3 separate regions of the Mus musculus genome follow, and regions 1 and 3 are each linked to region 2. Evidence: chromatin contacts called from public HiChIP or PLAC-seq and promoter capture Hi-C data. All regions are on one chromosome and are shown on one strand. Each heading gives the region's core, a stretch centred on a gene start, on an enhancer-like site or on the middle of the called end of the contact. The rest is flanking DNA. Distances are from core to core; before and after follow the strand shown. Region 1 holds the start of Moxd1 (monooxygenase, DBH-like 1). Region 2 holds the start of Eya4 (EYA transcriptional coactivator and phosphatase 4). Region 3 holds the start of Slc2a12 (solute carrier family 2 (facilitated glucose transporter), member 12).

What was found. Promoter capture Hi-C pulls out the DNA fragments that hold promoters and counts their contacts. HiChIP or PLAC-seq counts read pairs in DNA pulled down with a chosen protein or histone mark.
Region 1: a contact with region 2 is called in a promoter capture Hi-C map of embryonic stem cells, with 4 times the contacts expected there. The contact joins the promoter of Moxd1 here to the promoter of Eya4 in region 2. A contact is called at or near these places in 3 of 39 promoter capture datasets (embryonic stem cells, hippocampal neurons and stem cell-derived epiblast-like cells).
Region 3: a contact with region 2 is called in an H3K27ac HiChIP or PLAC-seq map of embryonic stem cells, with 6 times the contacts expected there. The contact joins the promoter of Slc2a12 here to the promoter of Eya4 in region 2. A contact is called at or near these places in 7 of 39 promoter capture datasets (embryonic stem cells, hippocampal neurons, liver and 3 more) and 1 of 115 datasets of contacts at active chromatin or transcription factors (embryonic stem cells).

What each region holds. Positions count from the first base shown.
Region 1 is chr10:24,222,101-24,224,800 of GRCm38.p6, forward strand. Moxd1 (monooxygenase, DBH-like 1) reads left to right here and starts at 1,417. Exons shown (of 12, transcript NM_021509.5): 1 at 1,417-1,767. The coding sequence starts at 1,504.
Region 2 is chr10:23,348,484-23,351,183 of GRCm38.p6, forward strand. It overlaps Eya4 (EYA transcriptional coactivator and phosphatase 4), which reads right to left and starts at 1,407. Exons shown (of 19, transcript NM_001347372.1): 1 at 1,279-1,407.
Region 3 is chr10:22,643,671-22,646,370 of GRCm38.p6, forward strand. Slc2a12 (solute carrier family 2 (facilitated glucose transporter), member 12) reads left to right here and starts at 1,341. Exons shown (of 5, transcript NM_178934.4): 1 at 1,341-1,643. The coding sequence starts at 1,529.

The sequences.
Region 1 (2,700 bases), core at 167-2,666, 870 kb after region 2:
AGGGAACTTACTTCAGTTAAGAAAATGCCTCCATCAGATGGGGCTGTAGGCAAGCCTGGAAGCCATTATCTTAATTAGTTATTAATAAGGGAGGGCCCAACCCGTTGTGGGTGGTGCCATCCCTGGGCTGGTGGTCTTGGGTTCTATAAGAAAGCAGGCCAAGAGGAGCAAGCTAGCAAGCAGCACCCTTCCGTGGCCTCTAATATCAGCTCCTGCATCCAGGTTTCTTTCCTGCTTGACTTTCTGCCCTGACTTTCTACATGATGAACAGCAATAAGTCCAATAAACCCTTTTATTTTTCCAGCTTGCTTTGTCGTGGTTTCGATTGAAGCAATAGAAACCTTAAGCAATAGAAACATGCGTGCGTGCGTGTGCACGCACGCACGCGCACACACACATCCTATACTGACATCTACATACACTTGGATAGAAATAGTACAGAGAGCAACAGTGTGCTTTATCTATATTCTTATCGGTATTTTGGTCTGTCCTCCCGGTATTTGTTATCCTATTTGGTTTTTGTTTTTGTTTTGTTTGTTTTGTTTTGTTTTTTTTTTAAATCAGACAAGAGTTTGCTTCTGAAATATGGTAAAGTGTATATAAACTAATGAGGAATCTAATGTGCCCTCAGTATGAGTACTGAGCATCTGGAATACAGGAGTGCTGTGTTCAAAGACCAACAAGCCAAGCAAGACTTGAGACTAACAAGACCATGGCCAGAACTTAAAAGGATCAGTGGCGGCAGCGGCTGGAGAGTGAGGGATAAAGGGACTCAGAGGAAAGCTGACCTTGACCTAATCCTCTTCTGTATAGGCAGAAATCATTCCTTCACCACCAAACTGAAGAAATCAAAACCCGACGGAAAGCTAAATCAGCAGGAGAACTAAGAATTGCACCCCCCCCCCTCCCCAGCCCTGCCTCCTCCCAGAAGAGGAAAGACTGAAAGAAGGGAGAAGAAGATGAGGGTGTGCCTTCCTTGCTGGATGAGCAGGCATCACTACGAGCTCCAGTGAGGAAAGTCAAAAGTCAAAAGTTTGCCAGGGATGCAAACTGCGCAGTTTCCATCTGGGGGGTGGGGGTGCTTTCCCTTTCTCTCCTCCGCACCCCAGATTTTCCCAGCTGTCTCTTCCCTCCCATGGTCCCGAGAGGGATGCTTTTCTATCCCATCACTTTCCAATTCCTTTCCTAGGTCCCTCCCAGTCTGCACATCGATTCCTTTTTTTCCCTCCTTTCTTCTACCCGGCTGGGTCCCCTTTTCTCCGCCTCTTCCAGGAAGCTCCTTGCCTTCTTGCCCTCTTAACCCAGACTTCAGGGACAAAATAGGATACACGGTGGCAGCAGGTGGATGCCTGGGGAGAGGCTGGGGAGTCTCCTGGTAGGACCCAGAACCAGCGGGGGCGGGGACAGCGGGCGGGCGCGGCCAGCCCCGGGGCGGTCCCAAGTTGGGCTCCCTGGTCTTCGCCCCCCAGTGGCTGCAGCCCAGGTGCGGCGCGGGACAGGAGGATGTGCGGCTGGCCACTGCTTGTGCTGTGGGCGCTGCTCCCCGCGACGGCTGCGGGAAGCCCGGGCCGCTCGTACCCGCACCGCGTGGTCCTCGATCCCGAAGGCAAGTACTGGCTGCACTGGGGCCGGCAGGGCGAGAGGCTGGCCTTCCGTCTGGAGGTACGCACGAACGGCTACGTGGGCTTCGGCTTCTCGCCCACCGGGAGCATGGCCGCGGCAGACATCGTGGTAGGCGGAGTGGCCCACGGGCGGCCCTACCTCCAGGTAAGCTCGGGTCCCTTCGGGGAGCTCCCTGCGCTGGGATCGCCCTAGAAGGGCGATGGGCAGCGCAGTCCACCCAAAGGTGAGGCTGATACGGGCTCCGTGCAGCAGAGTCCATCTCACCTCCTTTGCCACTTTTTGCCCCAGGGTCATCCGAGCCTGCCCTGGGGTCCCTGCCTGTGTCATTTGCAGTCTTCGCCCGGGGAAGTTTACCTCTTCGGGAAGCTCGCATCCTGGTGCCCCACTTCACCGACCATTGTGCACAGACCACACATTCCCCTCCATCCACCCCATCAAAAAAAAAAAAAAAAAAAAAAACCCACAGCTTTTGAGACCTAACTGGTCGGACCTGTGTGCACTTGCCTGTCTAAGGTTGGGAATCGCAGTCTCCAGTGGTTGGCTTTGGGGGCATCCCAGGAGCAGCACCAACATTTACTAGAGCATGCACGAGATGAATGAAGGGCCCTGAAAACTTGCTTAAGGAAGTTTTGTTATTAACAGCTCTCGAGGAAGCCAGGTTTAGCGACCCATGCACAACCTAGAGTCTCCAAGCAGAGCCCTCTATTCAGGGATAGGTTTTCCGCTTTAATAGGCGACAAATTCATCTGATTCGCTCCCTGCCCATTAGCTCTAGGGGAGAGAGTTCTGGTAGATGCTACCTGATCCAGGCATCTTTATGTGTAGGGAAACGAACAGAATTCTGTAGCTCGACTTCCTGGGTACTGAACTTCATATGGGTCATAGTGGATATACACACTTTCTTACGGGCCAACTCCCATGCAAGAATGCAAACCTTAGCTAAGAAGCCTCAGGAAAACTTCTGAGCAGCATAAGAATGCCCCTTGTGAATTTCAGCGTGTATAGCTCAATACTTCCTCCAGTCTTCTAAGATGGAATTTCACAGCATTCTGACTGAGGGGCTATCGTATTATAGCT
Region 2 (2,700 bases), core at 157-2,656:
ACGTGTAGCTGCGCAGAAACCAAAACACACGCCACGCGCTTGGTGAGCCGCCACCTAGGTTGTCCCCGCGCGGGGATGCGCGCCTTCCACGGGGGCCCTCGAGTTCAGGAGGCTCCCTGAATGGTCCCTGCGTTGTCCGGGAGAAAAGGAGAAGGCCACGCCGATCCCACCCAAACCGCAAACCCCGTTAGTCTCCCAGGAACTTGAAAGATGTGAGCTGAGGCGCTAACATCCCAAACAAGGGGACGGTGGCAAAAATCAAACTGCACTCCCTTAGTTTTGCCACCGCTCTGCCACCAGGCTCAGTCAAAACCTCCTTGTTTCTTTCAGAGAGATTGCGAATCTCGAATACAAAGAAAAAAGGAAAAGAATTTAGTGCTAATAGAAAAATAAAATGAAAAGTTTGGGGTTGCTGTGGCTTGCAAAACGAAACGGGCTCACACAGTCTGTCTCCCAGTCACAGATGACCAAGCTCTACAAGCGTTTAGAGTGCCAAGGCCACCCCAGATCCAGTGAGCTCTGAGAGAAACCTGCTCGCCCCAGCCTGGTCCTTGGCTTTGGAGAAGTTAGAATTGCTCCTCAGCATCCGCTCCTGGAGCCAATGAACGCGACTCCTCTGACAAGGCGCCTCTAATTTCACAGACCCTGGCACACTGCAAGAGACATTCGTCCACGCCACGTAAAAACCATTAAAGTGACCCCCCCCCCCTGTTTAGACTGCGACCGGTACCTGGAGACCAGGGCTTGGCCTCTGGGTACACGCGCTCCCGGCCTCACGCAAACCCAGGCGCCCACGGCTCTCCAAGGGACACTGAGTGAGGCAGCACCCTTACTCCACGTAGCAGGTCATCACAAAGTATTAAATGTCACCGGGTGGGAGTGGGAAGAGTCTGGTGTAAGCTTCCCGGGCGACAGGGAACAGGGTGCAGGCAGGTAGGATCCGCACCCGGGGACGACGCGAGACTCACTCAGGTCCTGTGGCGCTAGACAAGAGGGGTTACTGGGGACCAGGTCGTTGAGGGTCTTCCTGGGCGAGCGTACCACTGAGGTCCTAGGGACCCTGGCCATGGGACACTGCTGTTGGATCATCGGGGAGAACTCCGAGGCTCACACACTCTCCCTGCGCGCGACCTCCATCCCCAGATCCCCATTCACGCACTACAAAGTGTCTAGCTAGCACTTTCTAGGGGACAGTTTGGGGGAATCATCCAAATCTGGACACACCTCCCCCCTCCATTGGACTTCAAAAACCGGGTCGGATGAAGAGAGGACACTCACCTCTGGCGGCCCGGACCGCCTTGGACTCCCGAAGTTCAATTGTCTGTCCCAGCCAGTGATCTGCGGGTCCGATCTACGTATTTACTCGCTTTCCTTCCAGTGTCTAAGTTTTCCCTTCGCGCTGTGTCTCTGGTAAAAACAGGACATCCCTTTCGGCCACCCCCAACAAATAGCTTACACAAGTGGGGGAGAAACAGGGCGGGGTGGGGGAGCCGGCTGCGAGGGGGGGGGGGGGAGGACGAAAGGAGCCGAACCAAAGTCCGAGCAGCCGAGCGGCGTTAGCGAGCAGAAGAAAAGAGAAAGCGCGCGCGCGCCGGGTGGCCGGGCGTCCCTCCGCAGGTCCCCGCCGCTCAGTCCCCTCTCTAGGGCGCCGACCGGGAAAGGTTTGCGCGCAAGCCGGGAGCCGCCGGAGCGTGCGCCGCGCCGCGGGCAGCCTCTCCCTAGCGCGCGGAGCTGGAGCCTAGAGGCAGGAGGCGGGATGTGGGGGGGTTGGGGGGGGACGTCGCCGCCTGCGTCCTGGGGCTAGGGTGGCCGCTGGGGGCCTCCCGGCAGGCCGCCGGAAGAGCAGGAGATCTTGGCGGGCGCAGAAGCCCTCTCTTTTTATTCGATCTCTGGAAACTGCCTGTTATCATCGGCTTTTTTTTTCTTTTTTGAGGTCTCGCGTGGGGGGACCTCCGGGGCTCCCCGGCTCTGCGCGTCTCTGGTGGCGCCGCGGTAATCTCCGCGCCCTCTGCGCCGCCTCACCCCGCCCCCACCCCGCCTGGCGCTGGCCACCGAGGCCTTTAGACTGAAGGGACCAGCCCGCCACCGGGCTCCTCGGTCCCCCACCTGCTTCTGGGCGGCGGTCCCCTAACTACCCTGTGCGAGCTACAGGCCCTCAGTCGGACTCCTTGCCACTTACCCCAAGAGAGGAGGCAGAAGGGACTCTAGTCCACTTGCAACAAAGTTAAACGCCAACTGACACCAGCCCAAAGCTTGCTCTGGATTTAGGAAAGAGCTTTTTCCTGGAGATGGAAGCGATGAAGGAGTTAGCAGCGTGCAGACGGGCAGCACTGGGAAGTGCCTGGGCCCCTTCCAGGCCGGGCGCAGCTATAGGCGCCCCTCCCAGGCGCCCAAAGGTCAGACTGCAGTGACTTCCAAAGGCCAGTCAGAACTGCTCAGGGCACACTGCTGAAATGGCATTTTGAGCCTATGCCTTCTGTTGATGTCTTTTGTACCTACATTGGATTTCATATTTCACAGACAAATATAAATATCACACTCTTGGACCAAAGCAAAGACAATCCCCAAATATTACTCCCATATAACCCCACCTTTCCCTAAAGCCCATTGTCTCCATCAGTAACATCTGTCCTGATACTTTGATAATGTGTATCAACTCATTTTGAATTTATTGTCAGTTGCTGTACTGCTCACTTGTGG
Region 3 (2,700 bases), core at 91-2,590, 700 kb before region 2:
CCATGTCTTTCCTAAAGCATAATACAGCAATGCCTAGGGAAGAGGTGTTCAAATGATGCTAATGAAAAACCTAGTGATGACGCAAAGTGTGTGCAAAATAAGTAAACACAGGTCACTGCTTAGACAAGTGCAGACCTGCTTTCCCTCACAGAGGAATGGCTAGTATGAGAATCTGTGTTTCCTGGCATCTCTTAAGGTTGAGGAGAACTAAAGAGTGTTGGACAGGGCTGGAATGTTAGAACTCCGGAGAATTACCGTCCACCCCTGACCAGCTCTGAAGAGTTCGAGAGCACTGGGTGTATTTGTTTGTTTGGTGCAGCTCTGGCACTCTGAATCCAGGACCTTGTGTGTAGTAGGCTCTACCACTGAGCCACAGCCTGCTCTACAAAGCTTAGGCAAGCTACTTTAGCTCCCATTTTCTCTAACGCGCTTTATTTGGGAAAAGAATCGCTCGAGGTCACACAACCAGCATTGATTTCTGTCTTATAAAGTACTTCATACGTTTAAGTTTTTACCCCAGTGGTTTCTAAGGTGATGTCACAGTTTTCTCAGTGGATATGATTTGCTAAGGACAGAACGGATGGTAAAATATGTCAGTCTGTCTGATTGTTTATGTAAGTACACATTCATAGACCAGTAAAACACCCCTCCCTCTGGTGCCCTGATTTGTTTCATGTTACAACAGCTCCAGTCATCTCTGAATACCGAGTGTCCTCCCGCCAGCCAAGCCAGCGAGCAACCTGACAGAAGATCCTCTGTTTGCCTCGCTTTCAGGTCAACTGTGCATTTTTAAAAGGACTATCTTGCTATAAACTCAGGCTAGAAAGTGTCTAAAGAATCCATGCGACTGGAGTTGGGAGCAGGCCTTGATCCGTACCACGGGCCTAGAGAGAAAGCTATGCTAGGCATTTACCTAGACCCAAATCCCGTTGAAACAAACAACTTTTACGCTTTGTTTAAGCTGGTGAGTGTTGTGGCTTTTAGGGCAATAGGCTTGCCCACAAAAGAAATATTAATACTTTTCCTTCTGGTATGTCTTTACATAAAATGTTCCTCTTCGGCGAGATTAACTGATACCATCTGTGAGTATTTGTTCCCTACTCTTGGCTTGCAGACTTGCATTTAAATCTGCATGCTTCTTTTTCTAAGCTGCTTTTCAAATTGCGGGAACACAAGAGCTAGCCCTAGCCGGTGGCCAAACACTGCCTTTGAGTCCCAAGTCTTTTTAACCTCTTGCTTCCAACTCGCATCTAAAGGCAAAACAATCCTGGAGACACGGCCCTCCCCTTGCCTGTGATAGGCTGCTTGGAATAGCAACAGCCTGTGTCACCGAAAAGGGCAAAGCCTTCGGAAATAGAAACAAAGTTGGTTACAAATCACACTGGCTTTGCCCGAAGGTCGCCCCCCCACTCAAACCCCTCCCACTCTTCTTTAGCATGCTGCCCATGGGGACAGTGACCACTGCTGTCAGCGCGGTAGGTCTGGGTGGTCCGGTGGCGAGCGAGAAGCTGTAAGTACTACCGTGACCATGGTACCTGTTGAAAACACAGAGGGCCCCAATCTGCTGAACCAGAAGGGGAGAGAGGCGGAGACCGAAGGCAGCTGTGGAGCCAGCGGCGGAGGGCATCCTGCCTGCGCGGGAGGTAACGTGAGACGGCCGGGCTGGCTCGGGTGACCGCTAGAGGGGACAGTCGTCCCCACGAGCCCCTTCGGACTGTGCGTGTGCGTGGGAGTGCGTGTGCGCGCGCAGCCCGGGAGCGTGTCGTATGTGTGGAAACGGGAATGCAGGGTTCAGTGCGACGCGGAGTGACCCAGAGCCCTACATGCGGGGACCGAAGTCTCCTTGGGACTTTATGTATTGAAACAGGAGCTACTGCAACGATGGGCTACATCAATTTGCTTTACGTAACGCAATGTACACATTCCTCTCTCTTGGAAAGGTGGATCAGAGCCTCAGTTGTGAGCACACACCTTTTTTGCTTATTGTCGCAAACAAACGGTGTGGAACAAGTGGACATTATGAGTTATTCCGTGCCCCTAAACTGCACCCCTGTTTGTCCCTGCTTTCTTGGAAACTTGCCTTTCAAAATGAGATTCGTTGAATACTTTAACTTACCAAAGAGAACTTTAGTAGTTTTTATGGTGTTATCTGTGCTTCACCGAGATGCTTGTCTCGGTGGATTTACAATCCTCCACCTTTTTGTTTGTCCGCTTGTTTGTTTGTTTCTTGGTGCCTCTTTCTATTCATCTCTTTTTCAAGGGACTATATACTAATTGTGGTATGACAAACCCAATACAAATGACCCTCTTCTTCCTCTGCTTAATACTTTCTCATCAGCGCCACATGCTTCAATCATACATTCCATTCCCAAGTGGAATGTTACAAATAGTCGCCAATGCTCAGCGACACAGAAGTTACTCACAGCCTTCCACCTGGGAATGGGTCTACCCAAGGATGTTTATGATTTGGGAACGGAATCCACTAAGCCTCACGCGGAAGTGAAGTGGTCCCACCCCAGAAATGCCTTGCTCCAGGCTTAGGGCCTTAGCCTGATTTTCCTTCCCTCATCTAATGGAGGATGGACACCTGGGGCCATCTTTGACCTCTCTCTTTCCCCAAAGCCTTTCGGGCTGACTTTAAATTCTGTTAAGAGCAGGCAAGAGTAGTCAGATTGAAGTTGGAAAGGCCTTATCTTCACA